3 separate regions of the Mus musculus genome follow, and all the other regions are linked to region 3. Evidence: chromatin contacts called from public HiCAR-type and promoter capture Hi-C data. All regions are on one chromosome and are shown on one strand. The core of a region is the stretch at or near the end of the contact, and the rest is flanking DNA. Distances in the headings are between cores, read along the strand shown. Region 1 holds the start of Bnip2 (BCL2/adenovirus E1B interacting protein 2). Region 2 holds the start of Myo1e (myosin IE). Region 3 holds the start of Aldh1a2 (aldehyde dehydrogenase family 1, subfamily A2).

Region 1 (4,670 bases), core at 470-2,969, 1.2 Mb before region 3:
AATGAGGAAACTCAAGACCACAAAAACCTCACTCTCTGGCATGATTGCAAACGATTTTCTGCCACCGTGTGGGGAACTCTGCACACTGCAGAACTAAAATACAAATTGGAACTCCGGAAAAATCTGTAACTGGAGAGAAAATGCTTCCTGTGGCCAAGTGGTTTAACTAAAACTTTGTGGATCTGTTTGTCATGTTTCCCCCTCCAGCAATTAAGAAAATTGCTAGGGGAAATAATACTAACACAGATGATAGCAACATTCCAAGCGCCCATCTCAGATACATGTACTGTTCTGTCTCAAAAGCCCCATGAGGCGGGCATTATTTTTTTCTCCATTTTATAGGTAAGTCACAGAGCTCTTAACTCTCTGCCAACAGAGAACAAATCTAAACTGTATCTCTAAAGAACTGTGTTTTGGATCCATTTAAAATAGTTTTGACTTCACCATTCCTTTTAGGAGTAATAGGCTTGCCCAAATAGTTACCTACTAGCTCTCTGGACAGGTTGAGCACGTTCAACTTCTAAGAGGGATGACCTTGCCCTCCAAAATAACAGCCCCTTGAAGCTGCTTAAAAGGACAGCTCATAGACGGAAGCCATTCAAAAAAATTGTTAATGGCCCACACAGAAAAGTACAGAAGTTGAGATCTTTTGAGAATTTTTTATTGGTTATTTTATTTATTGACATTTCAAATGTTATCCCCTTCCCAGTTTCCTCTCCACAAACCTCTTATCCCCTCCTCCCCCTTTTTGAGGATTTTTTTTTTTTACGACAGCCAATTTTAGGACTGTTGACTGTGATAATAAAATATTTTACATTTACTGACTTCACTTTTATTTTCATTTTTTCTACGTCATCAAGATAGGACCCACAAATAACTGGGAAAAGCATGTTTTAAAGCAATAGTTCTAAACTTTCCTAAAGCTGGGACCCTTTAGTACAGTTCCTCATGTTGTGGAGACCCCCAACCACAAAATTACTCCGTTGCAACTTCAGAACAGTAATATTGCTACAGTCGTGAATCGTAATGAAATTTCCTATGATCTCGGGACCTTCGGAAGGTCCGGAGTTCAAATCCCAGCAACCACATGGTGGGAACGGAAAGTTCAGATAATAGAGTGCCTACCTAGCAGCAGTCAGGAAGCCCTAAGTTGTCTCTATCTCTACCACAATGTGGTAACAATCATGTAGATAATCTCAGCTCTCTGGAGACTGGGGCAGGAAAATTAGTTTTCAAGGTTATTTCAGATACACTGGAAGGAATTCAAGGCCAACTCGGAACACAGGAGAGGAGTCTGGGGAGGAGAGGGGTGGGGTACTTATTACTCTCTCAGAAGCATTACTGGAGAGAAAAACTATTCACGTCGGAAAATTCTATCAAAGTAGATTCTTCTAGGACCTGGCTATCGTACATAAGACATCGACTATTTTTCACCCCCTTTTCATTCACTCTGTAATATAGTTAATATAATGTCAAGTAAAGGAAAACAGAGAGAAACGAATAGCTCTTTCAAGACAGCGAGGTTAGGTCCCTACAGTAACGTTAAGTGCGTGAGCCTTAGAAAGCTGCGCCCTCCTCCTCCCTCGCCAGCAGCAAGCCAAAGCCTTAGCTGGCCCGGGACAGAAGGGCTCACGGCTGCGCATGCGCAGAGAGGAAGCCCGCCGAGGATTTTAGGAAAACGCCCCGCCCCCGCTTCCTCCCTCGGCCGCGCCCGGCGCCGGTCCGGAGGTGGTCACTTCCGCCGGGGCGTACGCACTGAATCCGGGTCAGCTGCAGCCGCCCGGACTGCAACTAAGATCGTCCGGGAAAAGCTGGGCCCCGTCTCCACAGCCGACCAAGGGCAGCGGGCTCTGCCCGGCGCCGCTTTCTGCGACCTGGCCGTCAGCCCCACGTCGCCGGCCTGGAGGGGCAAAGAGGACGAGGGGGCCGCGGCTTCCTCCGGGGTGAGCACGGCTTGGGTAGCGGGCCGGGCTACGGCACAGCCGGAGGGCTGCGGGAGGATCGGCCAGGCCAGGCGGGGGTGGCGGCCGTGGACTGGCGCGTTCGCGTTCCGGGTCCGAGCGCTGCCGGGCCCCGCCCTGCCTCGGACGCTGGTGCCAGGCTCTCGCCCCCTTCCTTTTTCCGTCTGTGGCCCGAAAGCCTGGAGCGGAACCTCCCGGTTCCTGGCTTCCCCTAGCCTCGTTTGTTCCGTGTTCCTAACCGGCGTCAGTCCAGAGCAGAACAAAGAAACTTGGGCGTGTAGTGCACCCCATAGCCTCGGGGGGATGGACGCAGACAGCATACACAGACAGCATCCTATAAGTCATCAGGGCTCTCTTGAACCTTCCTGAGTGTGATATCCTATTGTAGGGTGTGTACGTCAATGCCTGATCCTTGGCTGTTCTCAGACACTTAACCTCTTCATTTAAATACCGGCTAGGATGCTTTGGATTGCTGTATGCATGCGATGCCACTGGAGAATTCTTCCTAAGTCTGTTCACGTTCAAGCAGAAACTTATTTGGATCTATATTACGTTACTTCGAAACTTCCTTTGTCCTAGGAACTCTATGAGGACACAACTTTTGCAGTGTTTATCAAAGTATTTCTATAAAAGTGCCTTTCATCTGCAATTGCATCTTAGTATTGCTTTCTTTTGCGTCACTTTTAATTAGGATGTTTTCCCTTATACTTGAATTCCCATCTTCAATGAAATGCACGTTTTCTTATGATTTATTAGAATCCTTTAATTGTAGAGGGTTTTTTTTCTCAAAGGTTTTTTTTTTTTAATGTGTCTTGTCATGTGGTATAGGCGACTGCAGAGGGCATCGGAACCCCTGGAGCTGCTAGCATTATAGGCTGTTGTGGTGGGAACCGAAATAGGCTCCTGTGAAGAGCAGCAAGCATGCTTAACTACTGACCCACTCCTCTAGCCTTCACTTGTAGAAACTCTGTAATTCATGAGTGGGTGTTCCTTCAAAGTTAGAGTTGAAGTTATCTAGTTTAGTTACCCATACATGAAGTTACCAATGTTTGGTTGCCTCGCACATTATTTTTTTGGCTTGGTTCTTAATCAATCTCTATCTCTCAATGCCATTCTTAGGTCTTTTCTAACTTGCTGGACTAGGAAATGTGACATGTGCATAGCGTAGGGACTGAATTACCATAAACCAACATACTTACATCTTTAGGCATCGCAGGACCTTTCACCCTTAAGTATAACCACATTTGGTTTTACAGACAGGTTTGTTATAGATCTGGGGATCAGGACATAGGGTCTGTCTTTTGCCTCTTGTCTAAGCTAAATGGCTAATGACATTGCATTCGACCTCACTGTCTTAGTTTGGGGTTTACTGCTGTGAACAGACACCATGACCAAGGCAAGTCTTATAAAAAAACAACATTTTAATTGGGGCTGGCTTACAGGTCCAGAGGTTCAGTACATTATCATCAAGGTGGGAGCATGACAGTATCCAGGCAGACATGGCACAGGCAGAACTGAGAGTTCTACATCTTCATTCCAAAGGCTGCTAGTAGAAGACTTCCCAGGCAACTAGGGTGAGGGTCTTAAGACCACACCCACAGTGACACACCTATTCCAACAAGGCCACACCTCCAAATGGTGCCACTCCCTGGTCCAAGAATATACAAACCACGACACTCACACCTGTTGGGCACTGACGCTCTAACTACTCATTAGTTTTTAATGGGTAGAGAAGTAAAGGTGAAATACTCTTTGGGGCAGTGGTCCTGATTGTTCTCTCTGTAGCGATGAGAGAAGGGGACATCTGAGAACAAAAGGCTATGTTTCTAGACCAAGAGTGGCTTCGGCTGGCAGTATTCAAGGTCTTATGCTAAGATTACATCCTACGAAGCAAGCAAGCAAGCAAGCAATATCACAGATAGTCCTGACTTGGCATTATAACCAGCTTCTAACAAGCAGACTGTTTGAGATCAGGTGTTAGAGTTTGGTCTACTTAAAGGTGCCAACACATCTCTAATACCTTCTGCATACTGATAGTTTAATAAATGTATTCTAGGTGTTTAGCCTATGCTATGTTTTTAACAGTTCTGAGAGAAGTTAGCACCATTCTAGTTTGCTGGTTGTGTGTGTGCACATGTGTGAACGTTGCTGTGGAAGCATTTTGTTCTTGAAAGCCCTACATGATCATACTAAGGGAGATAGCTCAGTCTGTAAGGGCACTTGTCTAGAAAGCCTGAACCCCTGAGTTTGACTCCCAGAGCCCACATAAGCCAGCTGTAATCCCTGCAGTCCTATGGCAAGATGGGAGGAGGGGACAAGAGAAACTTCTTGAAGTTCCTGGCCAGCTAAACTGGGAGCATGAAGCAATCGAAGAAAGTAGAAGAGAGATCCTGCCTCGGAATAAAGTGGACAGAGAGAACCACGCCGGAAAATTGTAATTTGACTTCCACTCTCCTGCCAAAGCACACACCACTAACCTGCCCACCCTCTGTGTGCGCATGCGCATGTGTGCTTTAAGAAGATAGACTCTTACAGGGGTATAGTCATACCTTTGACAATGACAAGCAAGAATGAAGGCTTTGTCCAGGGGTTCCCGTGTGCTTAGTCTTCAGGGGCGTATAGCCTGCTCATAATACATAAAAGTAAATCAAGCAGAACCTCTTGTGCAAGTGCAGACTTTCTGCCTCTGTTTGCTTTCAGCGAGCACAG
Region 2 (4,406 bases), core at 1,411-3,910, 1.0 Mb before region 3:
AAGTTATGCCCCAGTATCAATATAGAAAAGTTTGGAGGTTTAAGAATAGCCTGGGTTATATAGAGAGGTCTTGTTGAGAGAGAAGGAGAGACAGACAGACAGAGAGAGAGAGAGATACAGAGAAACAGAGCCCATGGATGGGATGACGACTTAGGCATGTGTCATTATTTTGGACCTAAAACCTACTGTTCCTTGTGTTGTCTGTAAGCTCAGCTTTCTTCTTTGGGAATCTCTGTTCCCGAGTTCTTAAAATACCTAATACAACTTTGAAGGTGGAGTGCCTCAGTGACATAAGGAGCCACATCTGGGCACATGGAGGTCACGCCTGCTGTGTCAAAGGCTTGGCTGTCATTTTTCTTTTTTTTACTTCCGGTTATATTTTGTTTGTTTTTGTCTTAATGGGGTCTCACTCTTACCCAGGCTGGCTAGACCTTCTGGGCTGAAGCAATCAATCCTCCTGCCTCAGCTTCCAGAATTACAAATGGACAAAGGATGGTGAACAGCACGTAGGTATAAGAAATCGAACCCCAAGCCCCTGCAAGAACCGCCAGTGGTCTTAACCACTGAACCACCCCTTCAGGCCTCTGCCTTTTTTGTTTTGGTTTTTGAGATTAGAGTTTCTTATTGACGTGGAAATCATGGAGTAGGCTAGGCTGCTTGGACAGGGAATCCTAAGCTTTCCTGCCTGTCTCTGCCTCCCCAACATCCCACGACACCTTAATATTTTTCACATTGGTTTTAGGGATCTAACTCTAGTCCTCACACTGGCAAAGCAAATAGGCTCACTAGCTCCAGGTGAGCCACCCCCAACCATTTCTTGTTGTCTTCCTACCAGATCATAAAGCCAGCAAGGTGTGTCACGGTTGTGCGTCTTGTGTCTGGCCTATCTCCTGTGGAAGGAATTCAGTTCTTTGCTGCCCGGACAGGGGGAATAGTCACAAAAATTCAAACATGACTTCCTTTCAAATTGGTATGAGATGGCTCAGTGGATAATGGCACTTGCCAAACCTAACCACCCGAGTTCAACCCGGGAACCAACATGGTGGAGGGAGAACCAGTTCCCACAAGTCGTCCTCTGAACTGCATCTGCGCACATGCTCAGAGGCGTGTGTGTGCCTCTCCCTCCTTTAAAAAATTGATGTAATTCAGAAGATTCTTACTCTAAAACGCACAATTCAGCGGTTTTGGGTATAGTCAGCTTTACTACCAACATCAGTACCTAGGGGACATCCTTGGACCACTCCCCACAAGACAAAGCCCCTTTGTTCCATCAGCTGTCCCTCTACACACCACACCTGTCCCGAGCAGCCAACCAAGATCTACTACTCTCTGCAGCATTTCCTACCCACCACTGTAACACACGGAATTGTTCCTCCTGAACTTTGACCTCAACCTCTTTCACATAATTAGGTTTCCTGGGTCCTTCTCTGTTGCAGGGTGTATCAGCATTCGCTCCTTTTCCTGGTTTGGCCATAGTCCTCTGAAGGTATGCACCACATTAAAACAAAGAGCAAAACTCGTCCTAGCCAAGATGATTTGATTTTTTACTATCCGTTGCAACTCTAGGATCCTAGGTTCACGTGAATGGGGACGACCGAATCTCAAGATTTTCTGTGCTCTTTTCTTCCTGAACTCTTCTTCCTCAGATCCTGGGAGCGCAGCCCCGCAGAGGCCCTGCGAGTTTACTTCCTCAGTCTTCCCTTTCACCAGGAGTCAGACTCCCTAATACTGTTTTAGGAATCCCCGTTCCCCTCTCTCCTAGGCTACCTGGCTTCCTGAAACCGGACACCGCGAGGACCAAGGTCTCTGTCTCTCTCTTTTCTTCTTCTTCTTCTTCTTCTTCTTCTTCTTCTTCTTCTTCTTCTTCTTCTTCTTCTTCTTCTTCTTCTTCTTCTTCTTCTTCTTCTTCTCCTTCTCCTTCTCCTTCTCCTTCTCCTTCTCCTTCTCCTTCTCCTTCTCCTTCTCCTTCTCCTTCTCCTTCTCCTTCTCCTTCTCCTTCTCCTTCTCCTTCTCCTTCTCCTTCTCCTTCCTCCTCTCTCTCTCTCTCTCTCTCTCTCTCTCTCTCTCTCTCTCTCTCTCTCTCCCTCTCTCTCTCTCTCTCTCTCTCTCCCCCCCCTCCCTCCCTCCCTTCCTCTCCCTTCCCAAGGAAATTAATTCAGGTACAAAAGACGGGTGGAGGAAGTATTTTCGACTTCCCTCACAATCCAGAAAGAAAAAAAAAAGAGAGAAAGAGAGAAAGAGAGAGAGAAGAAAAGAAAAAGGATTTCCTTTGAGCTGCGACTTTGTGATCTTTTAAGCAGTTAAAAATATTTCTTTAAAAAAAAGAATCTAGGAAAATCATGCGACTTGTGAGTGGGAGCTAAGTCGATGCTAAGTTTCTCCGTAAAGAGAAGCGACAGGAGCGCGGTTTCCTAACCTCCCCAAGTGTTTTCATCCCTTCGGTTTGGGGGTGGCTCCCTGGGGACGGCTAGGACAGCGGCGCGCTCTGCGGGGTAGCGAGGCCGCAGGACTACAGGATCCAGAGGCCTTTGTAAACTCTTGTAGTTCACGCTTGTTGGCTACCTCGGCTTCCCTGAGGAGTGACGCTGCGAAAACAAATTCTGATTGGTCAGGCCTGTGCTGAATTCTCCATTTATGGACAGATTGCCCGGCCCGAGCCCAGCCTGAGCCAGAGAAGAGTTCGGATTAAGTGTTAAGAGAAAGCGGGTCCAGGCAAAGCAGTTGGACAAGCAATCCCGCAGAGCGCATCAGGGTGCATCTCTAGACAGTTGGGGATCGCCAGGTCTGAGTGTGCACCGGGTCTGCTAAGTTTTGCCTTCACCTAGCGTTTCGGATCCCGCCTGGATGGAGTCCCTCTTGGATTTCCATTGGCTCCTGTGAGTGCTTGGGTGTCGGGAGCTTGTTTTTTGGCGAAGGGAACCAACTTTTGAAGTTCGCCCAGGAGACCGCGTTCCAGCCTCAGTGCCTAGGCAGCGGGACCCGGCGGAGGCGCGACCGCGGCGGGAGTCACCATGGTGAGTTGGCTGCGCCGCGTCCCAGGACGCCTGACCCTGGGATGGGGCAGGAAGCCCCGGAGCGGGCACCTACCTTGGGCAAGCTGCCCAGGCCAGGGGGTGGAGAAGGTGGACGCGGGAGTGTGCACTTCTGGAGCGCTGATTTCCTGCTGTTTGCTGTAAACCGGGTCTTAAACGGGAAGAGGGAGAGAGGAGGGACAAGAAAAACTCTCTGGAGTGACTTTCTGCGCCGCGAAAGTTTTGGTGCCAATGTTGTTGTGGCTGCCAGCTGTCTGAAGCTTGAGAGTGGGCACGTCTGTTTTCACCGGCACAGCCGTGGGACCGGAGACTTTTTTCTCCTCTAGAGAAGGTGAGGGGCACGCCTGTGTCCCTCGGGTCCTCTCCCCTGGGCAGGCACTGGCGTGAGCTCCCTGGCAGGCTGATCCCGCAGTTGTTCTCCTGGCATTGGGGAGGACCTAGGCAGCCCCGCCTGCGCTGGTGATGGGCCGAGCGCTGCACAAAGGCAGGCAGGGGCGCCAGGTACTGCGGAGCACCTGGCGGTGGCCCGGGCTGCAGGGACTCTGACGACAGCGCGCAGCGGCAGCCAAACTGGCCGGGAGCCCAGGCCTGTAGGGTCCCTGTGTAGGGTAAACACCTCCTGAGGAGGGCCCCACCCGGTCCCCAGCTCGAGAGGACCGCCACCCTCTCGGAGATCGTTCCTGGTTTTGTTCTTTCCCACTTGGTACTTGGGGGAGTGTCTGGGTTGGACAGCCTCTCTGTAACTCATTTGAGACTAAGTCCCCAGCCCAGCCACCCTCCTCTCTCAATCCCAAATAACCTTAGCCACATCCCCTGGGCTTTGCCGTGGTGTGGCTTTCCTACTGAAGGACAAAAACAAAGATTGAATTTTAGAGACATTGCCAGCCACCCGGACCGAAAGGGGGGGGACTTTAAAAACTTAAAAAAAAAACTTTTAAAAGGTTTTAGAAGGCTTCAAAGTTTCCACACTTGCTTCGTGGTGGAGGAGCTTGTCCTCCTGGCTTTCTCATTGTTTACTGGCGGTGAGGGTGAAGCTTACTAAAAAAGATGCCTAGCATAGCGCTGGCTTGAGAAATCTGTATCCCAGATCCCCAGCGCCAAGCATCCGCAGCGCACGCCCGGGTAGAACCCACATTCAGTTCACAAACAGTCCTTGCCCCCCCGCGCTGTTTATTCAAAAGAATGATTTTAAAAACAAACGAAACCTTTAAAGGGCATCCTGGCCCCAAGCTTTTACTTTCCACATAGTTCAAAATTATGTCACCTTTGCCCCTGAGAGAGAATACTTCATTTATAAATAAGCTTCCCCCGCCAGTTTCGAGGTTTCAGAAGTCAGTCCACCCTCATGGTGTGCCTCATGGGTGGAGTTTCTCC
Region 3 (4,663 bases), core at 1,133-3,632:
CTTCCAAGATAGAACTCAGTTTATCTGCATCAAGCGTTGATAAATCCTGTGATCCACATACTGACTGGCCTTTCCAATTGCAGGTAGCAAATAAGAAATGGAAGAGTTGGGTCAAAAGTGCAAATTCTGGCTTATGCTTTCAGACACTCCTTCCAGACCATTTTCAGCCATCCGGCCCACAAGATTCCCCCTTTTCTTTCTTCCTCAAAGACTTCTAATGGCTTTTCGGTACTTCCATCATTAAGTTCCCCAGAAGCATTAAGGTTCCCACAACCTGGAGTTAACTGACTTACCAGCCTCGTTTGCTGCTCTTCCAGCTGCAGCCGATGCTCCCTGAAACATTCCCAAACAGTTCTGTTCAGCTGCTGCTGCTGCAGCAGCCTCTGCGGAGGCAGCAGTGCTCCCACCTCTACCAGTGAAGTTTCACTTCCCTAGCCACAAGCAGGGCAAAAGGTCAGCTTCCCTAGATACCCGGCCTCCCACTTAGGTGGAGCACCAAGGTCTTGTCTTTGCTCCACTTTTGAGAGCTGTCCCTCTTACAGACAGTTATCTATAGATCTACAGGAAAGGTGGTGAGCTTACCCAGGAGCAAGGCTCTTCATCTTGTCTTAAAGTGACCTCCAGCATGGTGCCCTGCTTGGAAGATGGGGAAAACACCTTTGAACAAAACAAATGAACAACAACAAAACACCTCAAACAACAACTTCGACAATAAACCAAAACAAAGAACAGCACCAAAAACTATTTTTTTTGCTGGGGTGTTTGCTCTTCCTTCACCAAACCCTGAGATCATCCTCCTCCCCAACAGACTCCTTCCCTCTCTCTCCTTCCCTCCTTCCCTCCCTCCCTCCTTCCTTCCTTCCCTCCCTCCCTCTTCCCTCCCTTCCTCTGTCCCTCCCTCCGTTCCTCCTCTGTACCCCCTTCCCCTTCCCCCCTCTCTTCCTCCCTCGCTCCTTCTCTCCTGTAAGAGAGGATGAACTTGAACTTCTAATCCTCTTGCCTCCATCCAGTGGGATGCTGGGAATTACAGGCATGCATCTCTACCCCAGTTCAAGGTGGTGCTGGCAACTAAACCCAGCGTTCTAGGCAAGCACTCTACCTACAGAGCTACCTCCCCACCATTCTTCTTATTCTTTCTCAGTCTTCTACAGCTTAAATAAAGGCGATTCTTAGGAGTATATTCGGTTATTAAGACACACTCTTTGGCCATAAACGTTCCCTGTGAATAGGAATTTTTCAACTGCCTAAATTAGGCTGTATTGTTGCTCTAGGACGACGACGTAGTGCTTGCTCGGTCACTTTAGGCAGATACCCTATAAAGAGTTCTCGGAGCCTGGAACTTGTCTCACAAATTCAATTAAGACAACAGCATTCTGTCTGCACAGAATCTAAGCACCAATCATTTACGGAATTTTAGTTAATGAACACATCTAAAGTAAGTGTTTTGTAGTGAACAACATGCAAAGAAATGATTGAGCAAGAGCGAAGCAGTTGCTTGGGAGTTGAGAGTCTTCCATAGAAAAACAGGAAGAGTCAGGTTGGATAAGGCTGTGGGATTTTCATGGGGATAGAGGCAGAAAGCCCTATAAAGAGCTATCTATATGGGCTCGTGATATTGGTCCAATGATTCTCCCACGCTATCTGGAGTGAACTGTCTAGGCTACTGATTCCTGATCAGCGCCCATCTTTACTCAACTATAAGGCTGCTTGTAAGACGAGAAGGGATGGAGATGGAAGCTCAACCCGGAGATTCTGACAGGAAGAGCAACAGAAAATCCCAAGTGTTTCCCGGTGTGGATGGGAAGAGGAAAGGAAAGGGCTGGAAGGAGACCATCAAGACCTGGAATATCCAGGCAACCCAAGGCAGATGAAGCCCACGGCCTCAGGCACAACTAGGCCGCGGGGCCGGCAGAGGGCAGCAGTTGGGCTGAGAAGCCTGGTGGGGGCCAGCGCGGCGTCGGCGGTTCCAGAAGGTTCTCCTTGGGAGTGTGGGGAGCATCTATCACCCCACCCAGCGGCCACGCGCCCCTCGCGCCACGCGGAAGGCTGAGCGAAAGCTCTTTCGGGCTGCTCGGGACCCCGGGGGAGGAGAAGAGCGAGTGTTAGGAAGGGCGCGGGGCTCGGCGGGGCCGCGGCTCGGGCGCCTCTCCTCCCGGCCGACCAGCGCTAAGGCTCGCGGGGCTGCCATCGGCCAGCGCGGTCCCGCCGAGGCTGCGCTCCGGCCGTCGAGGCCCCCCCGGGCGCGCCCGCGGGAGCGTGGGCCGCGGACTTGACCGTGCGGGCGCCGCGCGCGGCCGTATGCAAATGTCCTCCTGGGCCGGCCCCCCGCGCCTGTGGGCCGCACGTCCAATAAGAAGCGCCCCCCGCTTGACACCTGCCTATATACAGCGAGCGCGCCCCGGCCGCGCAGCGCCCCGCGCACACCCACCCGTGGCCGCCCATGACTTCCAGCGAGATCGCCATGCCGGGCGAGGTGAAGGCCGACCCCGCCGCGCTCATGGCCTCGCTGCAGCTCCTGCCGTCGCCCACGCCCAACCTCGAGATCAAGTACACCAAGGTAAAGCCGTCCGGCGGACGCTTTCTGGAAGCATCCTCTGGATCCCTTCAGAGGCCGGGGGCCCGGAGGTCGCCTGTCATCTCCGCGCCTCCGCGGGGACCGCGATGCGGGCTTCTCAAGTCCCGCCCCGGTTTAGGGAGCGTCTTGGGAGAACCGGTCCCAAACAGAAGGCAGCGCGGGGATCGCCAGCGGCGGCGGACGGTGGTGACGACCTCGGGACTGCCTGGGGAGGTGGGATTTCCCAGAGCAGACCTGGGTCTGGTTCTGGAGTCCCCTATGACTCTTTAGAGCCGGCTAGGGTCCGGTCCTAGATGTCCCTAGGGCAGAACGAGGCTTAGTTCTGGGGTCCCTTAGAGCTCAGGGCAGACCGGAGTCCGGTTGTGCGAGCCCCCAAGTTTTATCAGAGCAAATGGAGTTTGGCTCTGGGGTCCCCCAGGTCTCCTCAGAGCAGTCCGGGCTCTGGCTTGAGGAGGGTGTTCCCCTGGGTTTCCTCAGAGCCCACCGGGGTGCAGTTCTCCCTGTCCCTCGGTCTCAGAGCAGAGTGGGGTTCACCGCCAGGGTGGCATTGCGGTCCGGTGTCGCCCCGCGGTCCCTCGGGTCCGGAGGTGCGCGGCCGCGCGGGCTTATCTTCCCTCAGAGCGGAGTCGCTGAAGGGTTGTCAGGACCGGAGTCCCACAGACTTCGCGGGGACCTGGCCGAGACGCAGTAGGTCTATGCCAGGATTTCCTCGGGATTTTGTAGGCAATGGACATTTTAGAAAAAGGGAAAATAACTCAAGTCACATAAATTAGCGAGCTCACTTTTGCACTGATAAGCCTAATGATTTTTTTCCTAACGAATTCTGACATCTTAGTTTGTCAAGCACGAATTATTGTTGTTAAACTGCATTAAAAAGCAATACACGCCTGCTGCCCCATGTGACTTGATCCCCTACCACTCCACCGTTCTCAGGGAAAAAAAATCCACGGGGGAAATTTGTGAAATACATACACAAAGGGATTGAATGTTATAGCAAAAAGGCGACTGTAGCCTTTAAAGCCACACTTCTTGAGAGTTCATTTTAGAATTTTTTTTTTTAATTTGATTTTCATTCCTACCGCAAACTCTCGCCAGTTAACTGCAGCGCGCGCACACGATACAGCTGATAAGTGTTCCATCGCGGGCATTACACTATACGCGAAAAGCAGAGAAGTTAAGTTGTTCGCATGTGACAACTGTTACGGTTGAAAGAGAAATGCAAAAACATCGTTTCTGAATTTTTGTTGCATTGAGTTTCAGAATAAGGATTTGTAGGATTCGTATTTTTGAATGTGGATTTAATGTACCTGTTAGCTTTTAGATGGTGTGACAAATTTTTGAAAGCCATTTTAATGAGAGGTCGTTAATGGTTATAGCCCTCTAGGCATTGTTTGCATAACAATAGTGCCAGTGTGTGGCACATCTCCGGGTTTAGGAACAAGCCAGGGAAGCCTGCACATAAAAGTTTTGTTTTATGAGGGTCCCTAACCTCTTCAGATGCGCTTTAGAGATCTTAAAAGGCAAGATCCACACGTGATTCCGGGGGTTTGTTTTACACTTACTTTTGATCAGATTATCTTAACAGCCCCTGAAAGTCTGCAGTAGATATCTTTTTTCAGAATTTCATTTGGAAGCTCCTCCAATTCTCCTTTTCTCTAGCCACCCCCTCTCTTCTCTCTCTTGTTCTACCCCAGTAGGAAAGACAACTGATTTATAGCTAATTGGAGCCTTTAATGTCGGAGTCTTTTTAGCTCCATGAAGACTTTTATCCAGTATCCACTTTCCCACTTATTACCAAGAAAAACAATCAGAAATGAAATAATGGATTGTAACTTGATTCTTTAATTTGTGGGGAGGAGGCGCCTTATATTTTGTCTTGACAAACAACCCTCATAAATGGTGGAGTAACACACATTACAGGCGAGCTCTTTCACAAAAACTTGTAAAATCAGGTATCTGTGAACGCTCCCAGCAGCTTCTGTGCTCAGCTCTTTAGTTAGACTTCTACACTTTCTAAGACAGGAACTGCGAACAACCCGTTCTAGTTCATTTTATTTTAACAGAAAGAACAGAGTGACTGCTCTTTTG

What was found. HiCAR-type assays count read pairs that join an accessible place to other places. Capture Hi-C pulls out chosen DNA fragments and counts their contacts.
Region 1: a contact with region 3 is called in a promoter capture Hi-C map of liver, with 2.9 times the contacts expected there. The contact joins the promoter of Bnip2 here to the promoter of Aldh1a2 in region 3. A contact is called at or near these places in 2 of 115 datasets of contacts at active chromatin or transcription factors (embryonic stem cells and large pre-B cells) and 2 of 9 other capture datasets (adipose tissue and liver).
Region 2: a contact with region 3 is called in a HiCAR-type map of astrocytes, with 3 times the contacts expected there. The contact joins the promoter of Myo1e here to the promoter of Aldh1a2 in region 3. A contact is called at or near these places in 7 of 39 promoter capture datasets (the 3T3-L1 cell line, the C10 cell line, the HPC-7 cell line and 4 more) and 3 of 115 datasets of contacts at active chromatin or transcription factors (astrocytes, large pre-B cells and stem cell-derived neural progenitor cells).

The regions. Positions count from the first base shown.
Region 1 is chr9:69,987,747-69,992,416 of GRCm38.p6, forward strand. Bnip2 (BCL2/adenovirus E1B interacting protein 2) reads left to right here and starts at 1,720. Exons shown (of 11, transcript NM_016787.4): 1 at 1,720-1,943.
Region 2 is chr9:70,204,690-70,209,095 of GRCm38.p6, forward strand. It overlaps Myo1e (myosin IE), which reads left to right and starts at 2,661. Exons shown (of 28, transcript NM_181072.3): 1 at 2,661-3,014. The coding sequence starts at 3,012. All of the region lies in intron 1 of Gm26849 (a long non-coding RNA gene), which reads right to left.
Region 3 is chr9:71,213,407-71,218,069 of GRCm38.p6, forward strand. Aldh1a2 (aldehyde dehydrogenase family 1, subfamily A2) reads left to right here and starts at 2,383. Exons shown (of 14, transcript NM_009022.4): 1 at 2,383-2,557. The coding sequence starts at 2,441. Gm3458 (predicted gene 3458) reads right to left here and starts at 1,980. Exons shown (of 4, transcript NR_110518.1): 1 at 1,841-1,980; 2 at 583-633; 3 at 294-333.